Regions from separate parts of the Zea mays genome. Here region 1 is linked to region 2. The links are chromatin contacts, called in public Hi-C maps. All regions are on one chromosome and are shown on one strand. Each heading gives the region's core, a stretch centred on a gene start, on an enhancer-like site or on the middle of the called end of the contact. The rest is flanking DNA. Distances are from core to core; before and after follow the strand shown.

What was found. Hi-C and Micro-C count contacts between places; a contact is called where the count stands out from the background.
Region 1: a Hi-C map of root tip shows a contact between it and region 2, with 8 times the contacts expected there. The contact joins two enhancer-like sites. A contact is called at or near these places in 13 of 25 Hi-C or Micro-C datasets (bundle sheath, ear, endosperm and 5 more).

Annotation. Positions count from the first base shown.
Region 1 is chr8:93,022,160-93,025,749 of Zm-B73-REFERENCE-NAM-5.0, reverse strand. No RefSeq gene overlaps it. Among protein-coding and RNA genes, the nearest start is that of LOC109941997, 24 kb to the right of the region's middle. Within about 2 kb of position 1,954, at least 3 of the 20 cell types and tissues checked have an H3K27ac peak or open chromatin away from gene starts, as enhancers often do.
Region 2 is chr8:92,885,346-92,889,125 of Zm-B73-REFERENCE-NAM-5.0, reverse strand. No RefSeq gene overlaps it. Among protein-coding and RNA genes, the nearest start is that of LOC100276236, 41 kb to the right of the region's middle. Within about 2 kb of position 1,610, at least 2 of the 20 cell types and tissues checked have an H3K27ac peak or open chromatin away from gene starts, as enhancers often do.

The DNA.
Region 1 (3,590 bases), core at 705-3,204, 140 kb before region 2:
AGAACTTCGTAGCTTCTTGGGATTAGCTGGCTACTATCGACGCTTTGTTCGTCACTTCGGCATTATTGCTAAGCCATTGACCACTTTACTCAAAAAAGGTACCTTGTTTATTTGGATAGCAGCACATGAGTCTACTTTTCAGGCCTTGAAGCAGGCTCTCGTTACAGCACCGGTATTAGGGTTGCCAAACTTTTCCATCCCTTTTTGCTTGGTGTGGGGGCAGTTCTCATACAAGCTGGTCACCCAGTAGCATATTTGAGTAAAGCTTTGGGTCCAAAACTGCAAGGTCTTTCAACATACGAGAAAGAATATATAGTCATTCTAGTGGCAGTTGACCATTGGCGCCATTATCTGCAGCTTAAAGAATTCCTTATCTGCACTGACCACCGGAGTTTGTCTCAGTTAGATGAACAACGCCTCCATACCATTTGTTAGAAAAAGATGTTCATTTGGCTTTTGGGACTTCAATACCATATTGTTTACAAGAAGGGGGTGGATAATAGTGCTGCTAATGCCCTATCGAGACACCCATCGGTGGAGAGTTCTTGTTCAACTATTTCATCTTTCACTCCAGTGTGGGTTCAAGAGGTGATTTCTATGACAAGGCTGTTGCAGACACGATTTCCAAACTGGCCATTGATCCTCAAGTTGTGCCTCACTTTTCTTGGCAAGATGGCCTTCTCTGATACAAGGGGCGTATTTGGATCGGCGCTAGTGAAGTGTTGCAAACGCAGTTGGTCGAAGCCTGTATTTTTTTAGATAATGGAAATATAGTCCGATCTTGACCTCTAGAGAGGCTACGACCAACGTTTACAACTGCCTTGACACATCACACGACTACACCCAAGACCACCTATGACAAGATCAAAGGTACTACAATGTTAATCGCCAACCAGCTCTCGAAGCCTGTATTTGGATTGGTGCTAGTGAAGTGTTGCAAACGTAGTTGGTCGAAGCCTTCCATTCGTCGGCTGTGGGTGGCCATTCAGGATTTCCAATCACATACGCCAGGCTCAAACATTTGTTTGCTTGGCAGGGCATGAAGAGCTTCGTAAGCACTTTCGTCAGTCAGTGTATGCTTTGTCAACAGGCTAAGGCTGATCGGACAAAGTTGCCAGGGTTACTCCAACCGTTGACAGTACCTATTGCGTTGTGGCAAATTAATTCCATGGATTTTACTGAGGCCCTACCACGTTCGCACTGCATCTTGGTGGTAGTGGATTCGTTTACGAAATATGCCAACTTCCTTCTGCTCAAACACCCGTTCACAGCTCTGACAGTAGCCCGGCTATTCCATGATCGCATTTATAAGCACCATGGGCTTCCTCAATCTATTGTGTCTGATGGCGACAAGATTTTTCTCTGCAAGCTATGGAAAGAACTCTTCAGATTGCCTGATGTTCAGCTTCGCATGAGCTTGGTGTACCACCCTCAATCTGACGGGCAAACTAAGCGGGCCAACCAAAGTTTGGAAACTTTCTTTCATTGCTTTGTGCACGCATGTCCTACACAGTGGAGCTACTGGCTTTCTGTGGCGCAGTTTTGGTACAATTACATACCTCACTCGGCCACCAGTCTGTCTCCCTTGTCGTCCGCGTCAGTTTGGCATCTCCGATACAACTGTTATTGCATCCACTGATATGGCAAGTTGGTTGCAGCAATGGCAGTTGATGTCGAATTTAATCAAGCAACACCTGGAACGTGCTAAAAATCGTATGAAGAAGCAAGATGACAAAGGTTGTTCGGAGAGGGAGTTTCTGACCCGACCTCTTCATGTCTCTCCTGCAAACCCTAGCATCAAATTCCAGGCCACTATGGATCCCAACGACACCGAGGATAACGTTTTTGAAGCTTTGGAGCACCAAATTTTGTTGACGTGGCGCGAGCTGATCTTCGATTGGAGCCTAGACCGTGTCAGCACGGAGGAGGAAGGAGACGGCGAGAGCCCAGACGTGGGCGACGGCTTGGGGCGTGGCATTAGTGGCAGTGGTTGTGTATCCCAGGGGCGTGGAACTGCTGCTGATGGGTGTGGATTGATCGGCTTGGGGCATGGTGTTTGGCGCGGATCAACTGGTTCTCGGCGCGGTGGAGCCAGCGGCGTTGGACGCGGCGTAGCCTCCCTAGAGTTCAGCACAGGGACAACACGTACAGGTACATCGAGCTGTATTTTATCTGTCAGTGTTTGCTATTTCATGATAAGGGATGTAATTATTCCTTTTGTATTTTATTCTCCTGATCACTACATTAAATTGTCAGCTCCCATCACCTGATTTCGTCGACTAAATTTTATTCGTATGCACTAGCTCCCATCACCACCTGATATCGTCCACTGATTACAGGCCGTCATACTTGTATAGCTTATGCTTAAGGAGTAACTGTATATGATTCCCTGCTGCCGTCAGTCATGGTCTGTTTTGGAATGTTTACTTCATGCATAAATCTCGTGTAGGAGATAACTACGATACAAAACCGGGGATAAGATACAATTACACAGATTTGATTGAATGTTTCATTTTAGGACTGAAGTAGCGTAACGTTTCAAATGAATGTTCTACTTCTCTTGCGTCAGTTGGGAGTATCATCTACCTGCTTTGGTGTTGGATCTATTTCAGAGTCAAAGTATATTGTATTTCAGAGATATATGATCTTGTACCTACCAGATACAAGGAACCAGACGCTGTAGTTTCTACAGCAACATTTAGTACTACCACTATTGGCTCACAATTATAGTCAAACCTAAACAAATCCAATGTAAAGTTAGAACCTGGTGCTGTAATTAGAACAACCTAAATCAGACTAGTACTCGTCCATGTGATTCTTGCACCAATTACTACTACTAAGAACTCGTTATTTTCTTTTAATCTTATGTAGCGCGAGAGCAACAAATGGCTTGCCGATTGAAACATGATTACGTGTATTTATTACGCACCATTCATGCAGTTGATTTTTGGTTGGTTTCTCACGCACTACACAAGTGAAAAACAATTCATTATTTACACCTCATAGCACTCAGATGCCCTCTGCTCCTGTCTACCACATTCCAATTTGTGCATCTAGAAAAGATTGTCTCCAGTTTGGTGCTTGTTCAAAGATTCTTCAAATATATATGATCTTGGATAAAATTGTGACTATTTTTTTATTTTCTTATGTTAGGTGGTGTTGTTGCAAATGAATTACCACTACTGAGGATAGGGCGTGGCCGTGGAAAGCGAGCTTCAAAGGGTTCACAGGGATCTATTCGTTTAGTTCATGGATGTGGGCATGGCTACGTTTCGAGCTCACAATCTGATTTGCTTGATGTGGATTTGAACCTTAACTCCACGCCCACCAACGATGATGATGTCGAAGAAATGATGCATAACAACACGGTATTTGCTTGTACAATGATTTTTTATTTCATCATGCATTACTTGTAGTTATTATTTAGTGTTCTAAATCCTTATTTACATGTATGTTATATGAATGAGTAGAAACAAGTTTGTGATAAAGCTGATATATTGGGCATTCGATAACATTTTTTTTGTGAAATATGCATCCAAGAAATCAATGCCGGGAATAGGTCTAATGGTATCATGACTTCCCGTGGTTAC
Region 2 (3,780 bases), core at 361-2,860:
TATTGAGACAGATGCCTGCGATAGTGGTATAGGGGTTGTGCTATCACAAAAGGGTCACCCTGTTGCCTTCTATACCAAAGTTCTAGGGTTACAAACAGCAAATTGTCAACCTATGAGAGGGAATTTCTAGCAATACTAATGGTTGTGGAAAAGTGGAGGTGTTACTTGCAAAGGGGGCCATTCATTATCAGAACTGGTCACAAGAGTTTGAACCGTCTTTAGGACCAGACTTTGGCCACTGAAATGCAGAAGAAAGCAATGGCAAAGATGGATGGTCTACAATTTTCAGTTCAGTATAAAAAAGGCTTTGAAAACAAAGCTGCTGATGCACTCTCTAGAGTAGCTCAATCTTTAGAGTTATCTGCTATTTCTGCAAGTACTCCTGTTTGGCTTCAAGAGATAGCAAACTCTTATGAGTTGGACCCACAAGCTCAGCATTTACTAAGGGGGTTAGTAGTGACAAGTCCAAATCAGCAGGGGTATACTCTGAACAATGGCCTGATTTATAAAAACAGCAGACTTGTGGTTGGGCAGAATGTTGGCCTACATTCAAAGTTCATCACAACATTCCATTCCTCACCCTTGGGTGGACACTCTGGCATACAAGCAACTTATCAGAGGCTGAAGAAGTTATTCTATTGGACTGGGCTCAAGACAGACGTTGAGCAGTTTGTCAGGCAATGCAACATTTGTCAACAAGCTAAACATGAGAATTGCAAGTATCCAGGGTTGTTACAGCCTTTGCCCATCCCTCAAAATTGTTAGCAAGATTTATCTGTGGATTTTATAGAGGGCCTTCCAAAGTCTAATGGGTTTTCAATAATTCTAGTTATGGTGGACAGGTTGACTAAGTATGCTCACTTCATACCTGTCAAATACCCTTTTACAGCTCATCGTATAGCTCAACTCTTATTTTCTAAGTGGTCAAGGTACATGGATTTCCTACCTCTATAGTTTCTGATCGAGATAAGGTCTTCACAAGCACCTTTTTTTTCTCGAACGTGCAGGACACAAGCAACTTTTGGCTGGAGTTGTTCAAACTCTCAGGCACCAAACTGCACCTAAGCTCAGCATACCACCCTCAAACGGATGGTCAGACTGAACGTATTAATCAATGTTTAGAGATGTTTTTGAGGTGTGCTGTTCACAACTCTCCATCACAGTGGTCCAAATGGATAGATTCGGCTGAGCTTGTGGTATAACACATGTTACCACTCCTCTTTGAAATGCTCCCCATTTAAGGCTCTATATGGAGTGGAGCCCATCCTTGGTAACCTCCAGGTTCAGCATACCTCCAATCCATCGGATGCCCAGCTTACTTTGTAGCAACGTCAAGACTTTTTGGAGGTCATTAAAGCTAACTTGGCTGCAGCACAGAGTAAGATGAAATTCTACGCAGATACTAATCGATCCTTCCGACAGTTTCAAATTGGAGAGATGGTCTATCTGAAATTGCAACCTTTTGCTCAGACTTCGGTTGCCTCCCGGCCTTGCCAAACTATCCTTTAAATATTTTGGGCCCTTCAAAATAGTGGACAAGTTGGGATCGTCTGACTACAAGCTGCTTCTTCCAGATACAGCTGCTATACACCCAGTTTTCCACGTGTCTCAGCTCAAGCAGCATACTCCAAATTATGCTCCGATGTTCTCAGAAATTCCTCTAGCTGCTTTCTCTGAAGATGTGGTGCCTGAACGGCTGAACCTGAAAGTATTCTGGATAGGAGGCTGGTGCGCAAGGGATCTTCAGCAATAACTCAAGTCCTAATCAAATGGACAGGACTTCCTCCGGAGATGTCATCTTGGGAAGACTATAATGTGCTCAAGTCAAGGTTTCCTAATTCAGCCATATCTTCAGGAGGGGGTATTGTCACGACGGAGGTGTCGCCAGTGACTAGGGTGTGTTTGGTTTTTGGGACTAATTTTTAGTCCCTCTATTTTATTCCATTTTAGTCTCTAAATTACTAAATACGGAAACTAAAATAGAGTTTTAGTTTCCGTATTTAACAATTTAGAGACTAAAATAGAATAAAATAGAGGGACTAAAAATTATTCACTAGAAACCAAACACCCTCTAAAGACTCTACTAGTTGATTTGTATTGCTATTTTGCAAATGTAATACTTTCCCTTATGGGCCGTATTTGGGCCAGAGTTTAGGTCGGTGGATTAAGGGTAGTATATAAACCCTAACCACAGGAGATTTGAGGGGACAATAACAGAATAACCGAATCAGTTTCCCACATACCTTGTTCTATCTGTTCTCTTCGCTTCTATTCTGTATTCTGTTCTTAGCTATTGGTCCTGAACTCCGGCGTGTCTCAGGTGATCGCCGGACTTCAGCCACCGGGACGTTACACTACCGTGGCCGGATCGTGTGCGAGTGCTCGTCAACCCCAGTGTGGCCTTCATGCCCAAGCGCCCTGACATCAAGTCTGTTGATAACTAATTAACTAGGAACACAGACCTTTACTAGGGCATAGTGTGCATGCTGACAAGCCTAGATAGGTGATGTCTGTGGGTGCCGCTTCCCTTGTTGATGCCGTCACATTCTCTACCACTATATTCCATGGGTGAAAGCCCGGTCTATTTCGGACAAGCGACGGTGGCGTACCAGACGTCACTCCCTTTCTGAAGTCATCACCATGAAAGTTCGTCTTGGCCTTGACGTCGCCTTCGATTGACGCTTTCGCTTCTCAGCTTTTGGTATGAGGGTGGAGGTGGGGTTTTATAATGTGAAGTCGAAGATGTTACGTTAGTGGATGTGACTCGACAACGATCATTTGAGGCGAACCCCCCTTCTTCGTGGACTAGATTAATTTGAAGGCTGGGCAATTACCGGGGGTGGGGCAGAGGATCAAGCTCATTGTTGAAGAATCGAAGCTGTCTCACGTGCGGTGTGTTGAGGCTTGGTGATTTATGATCTAGCATAACCAACCTACATTGATATTAGGTTGTGCTGTTGGGCAGGATGAATGGATGATATAGTCTTAGTTGATCCAATCTAGTCTTAAATGCATATGGCGTTGCTCTGTTGTTTGTTTGTGAGCAGAAGGAAATTGAATTCATTGCTTTCACCTTGAACTAATGTGAAAGGCTTGTTGATCCTAATTCTTAAACAATACAAACTACTTGCCAAATTTCCTAGAACATTCTTACAAAGCGCATATACTTTTTTTTCTTTTAAAAGAATTACTTTTAGGCAATTTAGTGCAGTAGTTTATGATTTTTCAAAGTTCCTGTAATGGTAAGTCCATTTGTGGATATAGATCTCCCTCTACATCATGAGCAATCATTTTTGTTTCTATGTGCCTGTATTTTCTGGGTTGCTCGAGATGTCCTCATGGTATTATGTATGGGCAAAATGGAATTGTGACTTGTAACATTACATTTGTGCCTGTAATTAACATCAAACCATGTAGATTTTTACAATACATGCATTAGCATTTTATTTGTGATTCTTAATAACACATGCACATTTCTTATACATATACATCCCGATTGGTTCCCCGCATAGTCTCATCATGAGCCACTGCGTGCATTGACTTTTTCTAAATATGTGTTTGGTTACCTGTATGTGGGAGGCGCTGGTTGCACGAATGAAATGCAAAATAAATTATTTTGAAGTCATTTGTCTGCATCTACTCGTACGCCCAAAATAACCGTCTCTAGCCGGCCTGGTCGCGCACGAGCTGGCTGCACGCAGCTGGTGAACCAATTAGGCCGATAGTGACTTCTCTTGACAATTGGATGATATTTTCTTAGTTTGAATATAATTTATGGAC